Linked DNA regions of Capsicum annuum: region 2 is linked to region 1. The links are chromatin contacts, called in public Hi-C maps. All regions are on one chromosome and are shown on one strand. The core of a region is the stretch at or near the end of the contact, and the rest is flanking DNA. Distances in the headings are between cores, read along the strand shown.

The links. Hi-C and Micro-C count contacts between places; a contact is called where the count stands out from the background.
Region 2: a Hi-C map of leaf shows a contact between it and region 1, with 2.3 times the contacts expected there. The contact joins the promoter of LOC107873343 here to the promoter of LOC107873209 in region 1. A contact is called at or near these places in 2 of 5 Hi-C or Micro-C datasets (leaf and placenta).

The regions. Positions count from the first base shown.
Region 1 is chr6:90,756,277-90,762,123 of UCD10Xv1.1, reverse strand. It overlaps LOC107873209 (phosphoinositide phospholipase C 2), which reads left to right and starts at 3,740. Exons shown (of 10, transcript XM_047414811.1): 1 at 3,740-4,162; 2 at 4,739-4,935. The coding sequence starts at 3,860.
Region 2 is chr6:91,149,104-91,154,950 of UCD10Xv1.1, reverse strand. LOC107873343 reads right to left here and starts at 3,307. Exons shown (of 8, transcript XM_016720153.2): 1 at 2,813-3,307; 2 at 1,543-2,344; 3 at 1,001-1,280. The coding sequence starts at 3,077.

The DNA.
Region 1 (5,847 bases), core at 2,491-4,990:
AGTAAAATCCATAAGAGGATATGTATTTATGTATTTACTATAGATGGAGGAGTAGTCTCTTGGAAATCATTCAAACAGACATATATTGCTTGCCCTATAATGGAATCTAAATTTATTGCATTAGATATAGCCAGTAGAGAGGTAGAATAGCTCTGAAATTCTTTGGAAGATATTCCTTATTGGCCCAAACCTTTGGCACCAGTATGTATACACTGGGATAGTCAAGATGCAATAGGTATGGCAGGGACCATGATGTACAACGGTAAATCTCGTCATATAAGATGGAGACATAATACCATTACAGAACTTCTCTATAGTGGAATTATCACTGTTGACTATCTGAAGTCAAAGGATAATGTGTCGGATCCACTTACAAAAGGCCTATCTAGAGAAGGAGTTGATAGGACATCTAAGGGAATGGATTTACAGTCTAGGATAAGTCAGCATGGTGGTAGCTCTACCTAGCAGACTGGAGATCCCAAGAGCTAGGTTCAAGGAGATCAAAAAAAGTTGTGTCTTAAAGGTTCAATATTGTGAGTATACCCGATCCATTCTCATGATATAGACAATGTTTAGTAAACAAGGATAAGACTTACGGAGTGAAGTCTTTTAATAATTATCTAAATTTGGAAGATTTGACCAAATAGTTTAATTTATGAGATTAAACATTTAGAAATCACCTATGTGAGGGTGAAGTGGAAGCCGCTTCAAGGAGAATGTTAATAAAGGCCTATTCTCTAAGCTCTCATGCGATCGAGTCGTGTTTATAGCTGAAATAAATAAAACCATGAGAACCATAAATGGTAAAAGGCTGGTTGTGTGACATATGTTGTCTAAGTGTACATTAAAGCTCGACAGTTCAAAGATATTAAATCTACCGATTGACTAAGTACATATGATGCATGTTCAATATGGAAAGTTCAAAGAAATACCCATTTATCCATATGCGATCAGTCTTTGTTTGATGATCACATACTCGTCCGTAAAATTTTGCAGAGAGTAGCCATTTCCCATTCATGTGGGGGATTTTTGAGTTCAATTATTGTGAATGAAAAATGAAAAGTTGCTTGAAAGGGCCATAACTCTTCGAGTAAAAAACACACTATTTTGAGAAAAGGTATGGCTGTTTGGATGGTTGTGGCTGTTCGAAAAAAGAAACACTCTTTCGAATGAACAGACATGACTGTACAGAAAGGATACACATTTTCGGTGAATCATTACCACTTTTACAGTGAACCATTGCCACCTTTCCAGTGAACCATTACCACCTTTCAGAAGGGGCACCTAATGGCTATATAAAACTGCATTTTTCCACAGTTTAGGTATAAATTTTTATGCAATAAAATACTTATTCTTTTCTGAAATACTCAGTGTGATCATCTAATCATTGAGTGAGTTTGATGAGAATCTGATCGTTTGAGGTACCACTACAGTCAGATTGTTAGGCCATTTTATCCTGGGAGAAAAATTCCATAAACTCGGGTACTTAAGGGAAATTATTTCCTTAAGGACACACCATTAAGTCGGGGGGCTTGGCCTTATTCTATTTCATCTAATTTTCTTTAAAAACACACTTCTTTGAAATGTCTTTTTGATCTTGTGTTGAGGGTGTTACTTAACTTCATAAGTTTTCTTGTTTTATACTTGAACTTGTGTTGAAGTTGTTATTGTCAAAATATAGATTCTTGTGTACCCGTAAAACAACACCTCTAACACACAAGAGGTCCACAACATCAACTTTTTCCTCTTCATTCATATGGCGTTCCACAAGTTGTAAGCCTTATTTTGATGCTCTTCTAAGGTTTCTAAGGCCTCCTTGTTCATGAACAAAGCTTGTAATTTCTGAAGTTTCTTGGCTTGATTCCAAGTGAAACTTCTTGTAGGAGTTGTGCTTGGTGATACCGTATCAAATGTAAACACATTTTTCACACTCATTGACCTTAAACCGATTTACCAACATTATTTGTCAAACTTTGCATGCCATTAGTTAGGTGCTTATTTTAGTCCACAAAGTGATTTAACAAGTTTGCACACTTTTCTCTCTTTTTCAGGAACTATAGTACCCTGGGGTTGTTCCATTTAAATTTTTTTCTCCAACTCTCCATTTTTGAAAGTTGTTTTCACAACCATTTAATAGATTTTAAGATCATATACTTCCGCTAGTGCTACTAACATCTGAATGAATGTTACTCTTGTTAATTTATGTCAAATTAATCAAGACCTTTCTTTTATTTGTATCCCTTAACAACAAGTCTTGCTTTATATTTATTAATGACTCCATAAACTTTTTTTTTAAAGATATATTTTGATCCTAAAGGTTTATTTCTAGGAGGAAGATCGATTAATTTCCAAATATGGTTATTTAAGATTGATTCAATCTCACAATTGACTGCCTCTTTTAAAAATGATGAGTCTACAAAAGAAATGACTTTTAGAAATGTTTGATGCTTATTTTTTAGTAGAAATATCACAAAATCTGATCCAAAAGAAGTAAGGTCTTTTGACATTTACTATATTTTGAGTTCTCTTCATTAATTGTGTTCTCTTTTGGTTCTTCCCGAGGTCGTTTAGATAATTCGTTAGTCGACGTATATTTAGTTTTATAAAAATAAATGCAGTTAAAGAATTTAGCATTATCTGATAATATTATCTTGATTATCATGTGTTCATTATTTTGCTAACTAGATTTTTGTTTTGCGGGTAACTTTCAGTTTAATCATTTTTAGGATATAACTAGTGAAGAAAAGAAAATAATCAATTTGGACAAGATTGGTACACCTCAAATAGGAAGAAAATCATCAAATTGACAGCTATAGCACTAAGATCAAATGCAAATAACTTGATGCATGTCATATACTTTCAAAAGGAAGCTAACAGGATCTAGTATAGATATTACTACTTTAGCAAGTACTAAGGTCTGATGTAAATTTCTTCAGTCTCTTTATATTTAATTTTTTTTTCATAAAACTCAAGTACTTATAAATATAAATAACTTTGCAGTATTTTTAGTATGAAAATTGTCATGTCCAATAATAAATATATAGTGTATATTTATGATATTATTAGTGTTGTTGGAAGTTTTTTCGTTGCATCAAATTATCATAATTATTTTATTTTTTTCTGTTCAATCTATTTTTTGATATATATAAAAACTGAAAAGATGAATAAAATTTCACATCAAAGCTCAAATTGGCTAAAGCGACCAAATAGTTATCTTTTTTGGACTTTGATAATAGCAACACATCTATTCTCAAAGTGATAAGTGGCATCCGTAACCTCTAAATCCTGAATTCGACTCTAGAAAAGTTTGAAAAAAATTTATAGCTAATTTCAACCACTAACATGAATTGGATAATGAAACAAGTGTGAGGCACTTTAATATACTATTATTAATAGTAACATGCTCACAAATCCAATATTTCACATTTGACTTTTATCATTTTTTATGCTCTCAACCAAATCGAACTATAGAAATAAAGTAAATTTCATATTGAAAATGTCTCCATCAGTAAATCGGATAACTACATACATTATCATAAGCCGATCAAACGAGAAAACTAAGCATGTGGCCACGAAAACTAGGAATATATGAAAGTTTATATTTAGTAAATGACAACAAATAACAACTTGTGTATGTGTTAAATGTTGAATGGCCAACTTGTGGCACTTTGAATAATTCAACCGTATTTGTTTTCTTTATTAACTTTCGACACCTTATTAAATAAATTAATTATTAATACAATATATAAACTAGTCAAAGTTTGTTTAAAAAATAAAATAGTTTGCACGACGATCAGATCCTTGTTGTCTGTCTGCCTAAGCTTAAACTATTGCATGAAAAATCTGGAATTGGTTAAAAATGTCTAAACAGACATACAAAGTGGGATTCTTTTTCCGCCGGCAGTTCACCATGGCAGCTGCGGAAGCTCCGGCGGACATTAAGAACATATTCAATCGTTACTCGGACGAATGTGGAGTGATGAGCGTGGAGAAGCTTCATCATTTTTTGATTGAGGTTCAGAAGGAAAAAAATGCAAGCTTAGAGGACGCTCAAATCATTATCAATAACCATGGAGATCCCAAGCACACAGGCCTCCACCTTGATGCCTTCTTCAAGTCTCTCTTTTCTGATATTAATCCTCCTATCGATCCTAAACTTGGGGTACTAATTTTATTTCGTGAATATTATTATATTGTGTCTTACTTAAAACATTTTAAAGTCTATCTTTTTTCCACCAAACTGTCAGATTTCTTTACCAAATACACTAATTTCAATCAAATAGTTAGACTTTGAGACCAACCAGATAAATATATCATCATCTTACCAATGTTCCAAATCTTTTCCAATTACTATATTGTTGTTGTCTTTCAGATACTGCAAAAATAATTTATATGAGCACACCTTTCTCAAATTATATGACTCTCTTTCTAATTTAGATGTTATAAAGTATCTGACACCACTCTATTTGGGTACAACTCTCATAACTTTCTAGAATTCAAGTTTATTATACTGTTCAAATTTTTACATTGTTGTTCTGTTTTTCTCCTTCAATTTTACTTATTAATATGTAATTCAATTAATATAAACTCTTAATAAAGTCAAACACTATCATATAAATAAATAGGATGGTGTAGTATTTCAAAGTTCATGTACGTTTAATGTCAAACTTCATAAAGGAGTATTTCAGATGTAGTCTTCTTGTTGATAGATTCACTAATGTTCCTCTTTGGATTCCAGATTCACCATGATATGACTGCACCTTTATCTCATTACTACATATACACTGGCCATAATTCATATCTAACTGGGAATCAACTGAGTAGCGATTGCAGTGTTGTCCCCATAATACAAGCTCTTCAGAGAGGTGTCAGAGTAATTGAATTGGATATTTGGCCAAATTCAGACAAAGATGATATAGATGTTCTACATGGAAGGTGTGCACTAATATATGAATGTTCTATTTTATAATGACCCCTAGCTTTGTATATAAAAGATGTGCTGTCATATGAATATTGTCAAGTAAATTGGCTTGGTGAATATTTCTTAGTGACAAATAAAGAACTAGACTCTGAAACTTTGAAGCAACTTTCCTTTCGTTCGCACTTTCATCTATTGTTTCACTAGTAATCGGTTCCTATGAGCTAAAACCTCGAAAATAAACTTATGCTTTTGTGCATAATTTACATGCATATCTGTACTTTATATTATATAAACATGCTATGCATTTCTACACATATTTACATGTATACTAAGCACTAAATTAAGAATGTTGCATTTGTCACAACTGATTTAGACCTGGAGTGTAACACTACAGCTGACATGAAAGTGGATAAGTTCTACTAGCTAAATCCATATTATGAGTGTGCTAAAGTATAGGTATCTTGTTACTTTTATTAATGAACTTTTTTCTCTTTTAATATTTGGGAGTAAATTTGCATTTCAAGACTTCATATAAAACATAACATCTCTAGATTGAGATATTACTAAGGTACTAGATTTTTCCATAAAATAATTAGATGAGGTTTGAGGAAATTATTTTAGGAGTGAAGTGTTAAGAGATAATTAATCAAAATAAAAGTGTGCAGGTCTCCAAGTATATTGCAAAACTTTTAAAATAGGCGATTAACACACTCTAACTGAAAGGGCCTAAATGTCCATCTTGTTGGCACCATTTTAGAGTGTGCCATGTCTGAGGAAAAAGGGACATGTGGTTGTTTTATAAAATGAAGCGATCAAACTGAACCTGCTGAACTTGTATTGACCAGACACCCAACATTCACTAGTAGATATTACTGTTGAATAGATAAATTAGAGACGCAATGGCCATGGAGATATCTACCCACTGA
Region 2 (5,847 bases), core at 2,058-4,557, 390 kb before region 1:
GTTACTGAAAGGTCATCAATATGTACAGAGAAAATAAGCTCCTGTCAAAAGAACAATAAAAAGCATAACGTCGAAGCTTCAACATTGTGTTACACATAAGAACAAGTGTAATATATGAACTTTTAGCTACATTTCATTTTATGTGACCTTGTTTGACGGTGAACGAAGTTCAAGAAAGAAATGAACATTTTTTAACCTTGTGGTCTTGAACATGCTATAACATTTGTGTCCCAATAAGATGTTTAAAACTTGTGATTTTAAACATGCCATAACGTTAACGTGGATTTAAAAGTTCGTTATAAAGGGCAAAATGAAAAGCCAAAGTTAAATCATTTTCAAATTTAGAAAGAGGTCATTCTTTTTGGAACAAAGGGAGTATTATAGTTCACAGTATTGACCTGTCAACATAATCCAAAAAAAAAAAAACAACTCTGTGTTGATTTCACAAATGAGTTAATTATTTTAAGTGACCAGTGGAAACATCTCCTTGACAACCCTTTCCAGATTATATGATATTAAGAAGATTAATGACGATCCTAAATTTAGGGGAGATACATGAGAAGATGGCATGGATTGAGTTCCAGAGGATACTTTACATACCAAATAGAGAGAGAGGAGGTCCACACTAAACACCATACAGACATTATCCTTTGTAAAGAATAAGGACAACCTTTAACTATCACTTTGTAGCCAGCAAGTTTGAGTTCAAATATCGAGATGACTATTAGTGCTAACAACATAAATTCCATGATGGAAAGAGATTTCTTGTGAAAAGTATTCCCGTAAATCTACCACCAAAACCTCTACTGCATATTTAGATTGGTCGATAAATTTATAGTTGTCCTTTATACGCACATCTCCCTTGTATCAAAAGCAGAAAAATGGTAACTTGATGCTGCTTGTCTTGTTCATTTAGAGGTTGGAGGATCAATTTTCAGCTCTTAATAAACCTCGATTCAAAGCAAAGGACTCGGAAGAACATACATTTTCTCAAGAATACCTGATGGTAGAAGTAATCATATAATCGCAGTATATGGTGCTCATCACAAGGATCATTCTTGTTCACAAACTTTAGAAGCTTAATCTCATCTAAACTTTGATCAAAGAAGTCCTTGTCATTCTTTATAATCTTCAAGCAAACGTCTACTCCAGTGTGCATATCATGAGCCTGAATGACTTTGCTGAATGCAGCTGAACCAAGATATTCTGTTACATAGTATCTGCCGGCGATAATACTATTTAGAATAATAGGAAGTTCCTTGCTCTCCTCAAACCCAGTCCTGTGGATGGCAGAACAAATGAGTACAAAGTATTGTTCGCAACAAATGATTCGGCAAGAAACAAGATCAATATCTCCATTAAATTTTAAAACAACTTTGGTGCCCGGACGAAATGCTGGAATGAGATCTTGATGTGATATGCATGTCGAACATGTATCTATTATTAATGAAACATTCTCAAGTCCTATACACATACAGATTCTTTTTTTCTCACTCATTGATATTGGACTTACACTTTGGAGGTAGCGATGTGCAAACAAACCTGTTTTTCCTGTGTATGATTCTCAGATTAAATACTTCAAACTCATTTTCGCCTTCAAACATCAAAAGCTCATCTGAAGTAGCACCTCCCTCTTCATCTGCTGCCTCATCGGGTTCACTGCCTTCCAGAGCCTCCAATCTATCATCTTTTGGTTCATAGTCTCCATGTACATATGAATGGTAAACTTCATCAACAGCCTTAGGTTGAAGGTCAAGGGTACCCTTGTGATCTCCAATCCAGTTAGTATTGCAACTTGTTTCAATGAAATAGTTGTTTCCAACATCAGTTTTCCTCCCTCTGGGTGGGTCGTACTGCAAATAGTTAGCCTCAGTTAAGTTGATATCCATGTTGTCAAGATCGCCACCATAAATATCTTTTGGCCCCTTGCAACAAGCACAAAGTGGAGATGAACAGGTAAATTCACACATTCCACCTTCCCCTACAAGGTGCTTTTGTTTATCCAGATGATAGTAATCTTTCAGGCCTTCATCTAATTGGCCATTATGATCGGTGGCTATTGGCCATCTTTCTGCTTTATATTCCCAATTGGGACTAGTGACATTCTGTCTATCAGATGCTTCGATCATCACAAACTTGTCCTCACTAGGGGCCCCCACACCTTCTGAGCTTCCAAAGTAAGGTGGAATGGGAAAATCTTCATCTTTCTCCCTGTACCAGAACAGGTCATTTTGCATATCAAAATCATGGTAATCTCTTGCAGTACCAAATTGAGATAACCCATCAGATGATGATTGAGAACTGGAAACGGCTGTAGTACGAATTCCATATGGATTTGTAAATTCTGCACCAGATAAAACAGGATAAACCTAAACAACATGCAGAAAAGACAAAAACCAAAGGGAAGAATCACAAAGTGTAGACCAGAAGTAGCATAATACAAGATGATCAGTTCTTGAGTCACGTTAATCTAGAAAATTTAGTACTGGTACACCAGAATCTTAAAATAGTTTGCCAAGATAGAGTAACTACAAGAAATTAGAGAATAAATGACAATATTCCATATCTGTCAGTTCTACTTTCCAGGGACAGGTATTCTAAAATAGTACTTACCATTACATCGATTGTCATACTTACTATTAAACTCTGAATTGGTATGTTGCATTTTAGCTTTTGTACATTCCACAAAGCAGTAAAAGAAATTTCCAGAAACAGAATCAGAATCAAGGAATGGTCCATCCGACAATAATCTGAAGAAATACATCAATGGTTGTTCAAAGTATTACACAGTAAAAAAAAATAGGAACTTTACCAGATGAGCAGAAACCGGTGGCAGAAGAGGCCAAGCTGACAAATTCGTCGTCAGAAGAGACAGAGCTGGAATGATTCTTAGCAGAAATCAGGGAAGGAATGTTAAGAAGAGGAGGGGGGGGAATCATAGGGAATAGAAATCTTTCATAATCCAAAGAACCCAATTCGGATTTGTCCATGATATCTTCTATAAGAGCCGATTCAGATTCTGAGAAGCCATTATTCTTCAAAAATTCCAGTACTTGTTTAATATCAGAAACAGCCATAGAAGAAGAACAAGAAGAGAAAGTCTAATACATATATTAAGGAGAGTAGTGTAAGTGGAGAAGAGGTGGGTTCATGGGAATGAAGTGAAAGAGGGTCAAAAGTGGGAATACCGAGTTGGGTTTTGCATGTTAGAAAAAGAAAAGTGATCGACTTTCTGCTTTTCCTTCCTTTTCCTTTTTGTTTGTCTGCTGTAAAACTCAAGCCAACGGCAGCACAAGGAAACGAAAGATATCTTACCAACTTTGACAAGTATAATGTAAGCTGTTGGAAGTGGGGTCCGCTCAGCGAAACAACGATTTCTCCTCTCTTTTTTTTCCTTTCTCATCTGTGGATTAAATTATTTACTGTGAGATAAGAAAATAAGAATTTAAATAGTCCTTGCCACGTTGTACACACAAATAATGTCAGGGTAAGACTAGACATCAAGATGAACTAAACCGGTCAAACAGGGCGGGCTGGCCCATTCCTGGCCCGTTTAGCCCTGCCCGGTTGATCCACAGTGAGCTCCTGGGCTGCTGGTTCCAAGCTGAATTTTTTTGGCGGGCACGATTAACCCGGACCAAGCCTGCCTATTAATCGGCCTGGCCCGATCCAGCTCAATTTGCTTTTTTTTATTTTGCAAAAATTTGATCGTTGGGCCCAATAACTTTATAACCGTTTGGAGCAGCCAATGGCCGTATGGCCCAAAAATTTGATCGTTGGGCCCAATAACTTTATAGCCGTTTGGAGCAGCCAACGGCCGTATGGCCCAAAGTATTAAAAGAAAGTTTTTTTATTCAATTATTTTTTAATTTCAAAAAAAATTATATAAATACCTTACACTTTTAAATCATTTTCCACGTAATTCCCATTCTCTCAAATCTAATTCTCTCTCAAATATTTTAATTATCTCCTAAAGTGCTCAATTTTATTTTTTAATTTTGCGATTACAAATACAAGTGGAAGTTCTCTAAAATCGCAACTTTTGAATACTTCCAAAATTTGGTATTGTCGTTCCATCTCTTACCTTTAATTTTTAATTATCGTATTAATCGTTGAATATTTATTTTTATTATTTGTGTATATTTGAAATATTTTTTAGTTTATTTTTTAATATGGATAAAATAAGAAACCTATGTAAAAGTGACAAAAAATTTTGTCCCGAAAGTGATAGTGGTAGTAAAAAATAAATTGGTGGCGGTTTTGGTAGAGGAAGTTCAAGTAATAGATATACCCGTGTGTCTTCGGTACTGGTTAGTCAACCTTTTGAGGAAAAATAGGTGTAGGTGCTCACGATATGAATTATGCAGAAGCTCAAAAAAATTATGGTTTAGAAGAAGAAAATGAAGTGGATGCGGTTAATTTAGATGAAGATGATGATAATACTGGTGAGACACCTACAGTAGGAAATGCTAATGTTAGATCTGAATCGGTTAATCGTCCTCCTCGTGCCTCAAGAGGTCGTAGAAAAACTAGTATTGCATGAAAATTTTTTTGAAAATAGAAGGAGAAAGTAAGGTGCAATGCAATAGTTGTGAAATTATATATGAGTATAAAATCGAAGGCACTAAAGGGGGTATGGGTTCGTTGATGAGACATTAAGAGATAGACACGCTAGAGAATTATTTATTGCACAAGGTGATGAGGCTGTTGGTGGGCCAACACAAATTAGATTGAACCCAACAAGCGGTCAATTAATTAAGAATTATAATAAAATGAACGATCGGAAAGAAATAGCGAAAATGATAGTTGTGGGCTGTTTGCCTTTCACTTTTGCTTCTTCGGATGCTTTTATTCATTATATTCAAGCAATTTATAATCCTATGTTTAATGGTATTTCTAGAAGTACTTGTCGGACCGATATTTTTAGACTTCATACACAATATGTTTATTATTTATCTACATTATTGAAAAATATTCAATGTAGAATTGCTCTAACTTCTGATCTTGATCGTGCCGTTAATAAAAATGATTATTTAACCATTACTTGTCACTGGATAGATAGTAATTTTTTTATGCAAAAACGTATTCTATCTTTTTTGTATGAAGAAGATCGTAGACATACTGGAATTTTTTTCGGAATCTATTACTAAAATCGCAAAATATTATGGTATTGAAAGAAAATTTTTATGTATTGCTTTTGATAATGCATCTAACAACAAGGTTGTTATTGACAAGTTAAAAGCTGAACTTTCTTCGCCGTACCTAAAACTTTTCATGTTAAGTGTGCTTGTCATATATATAATTTAATTGTAAAAGATGGTCTTGAATTTTTTGAGCTTTATATTGAAAAACTTCACCTTGCTATTGGCTTCATTCAAGGAAATAATCGAAGAGGTAGAGTGAAAGAATTTAAGATTAAATGTGAACAAAATGGACTTAGACCGATATTAATGCCTGAAGAATGTGATACTAGATGGAATGCTACTTATACTTATTTTAAAACTTGTCTTTCTTATAACGTTCCTATTAGAATGACTTTTAATCAATTTTGTGGTTCTTTTCCTGAGTGTATGCTAAACGATTCTGATTGAACTGCAATTGATGATCTTGTTAAGCTTTTGGAAAGATTTTATATAGCTATGGTTGAATTTTTTTATGCTTATTATCCTTTTGCTTAAAGAATAAAAGGATAGAGAAGGTTACAAAGAAGTTGTTGATGCTATGCTTGCTAAATTTAAAAAGTATTTTTCCCGCTTCCCCTAATTTACTTGGTGCTATACTAAATCCATGCATGAAATATAATACTATATACGACTTTAGTACTGTTATTTATAATTCCTTAGAGAT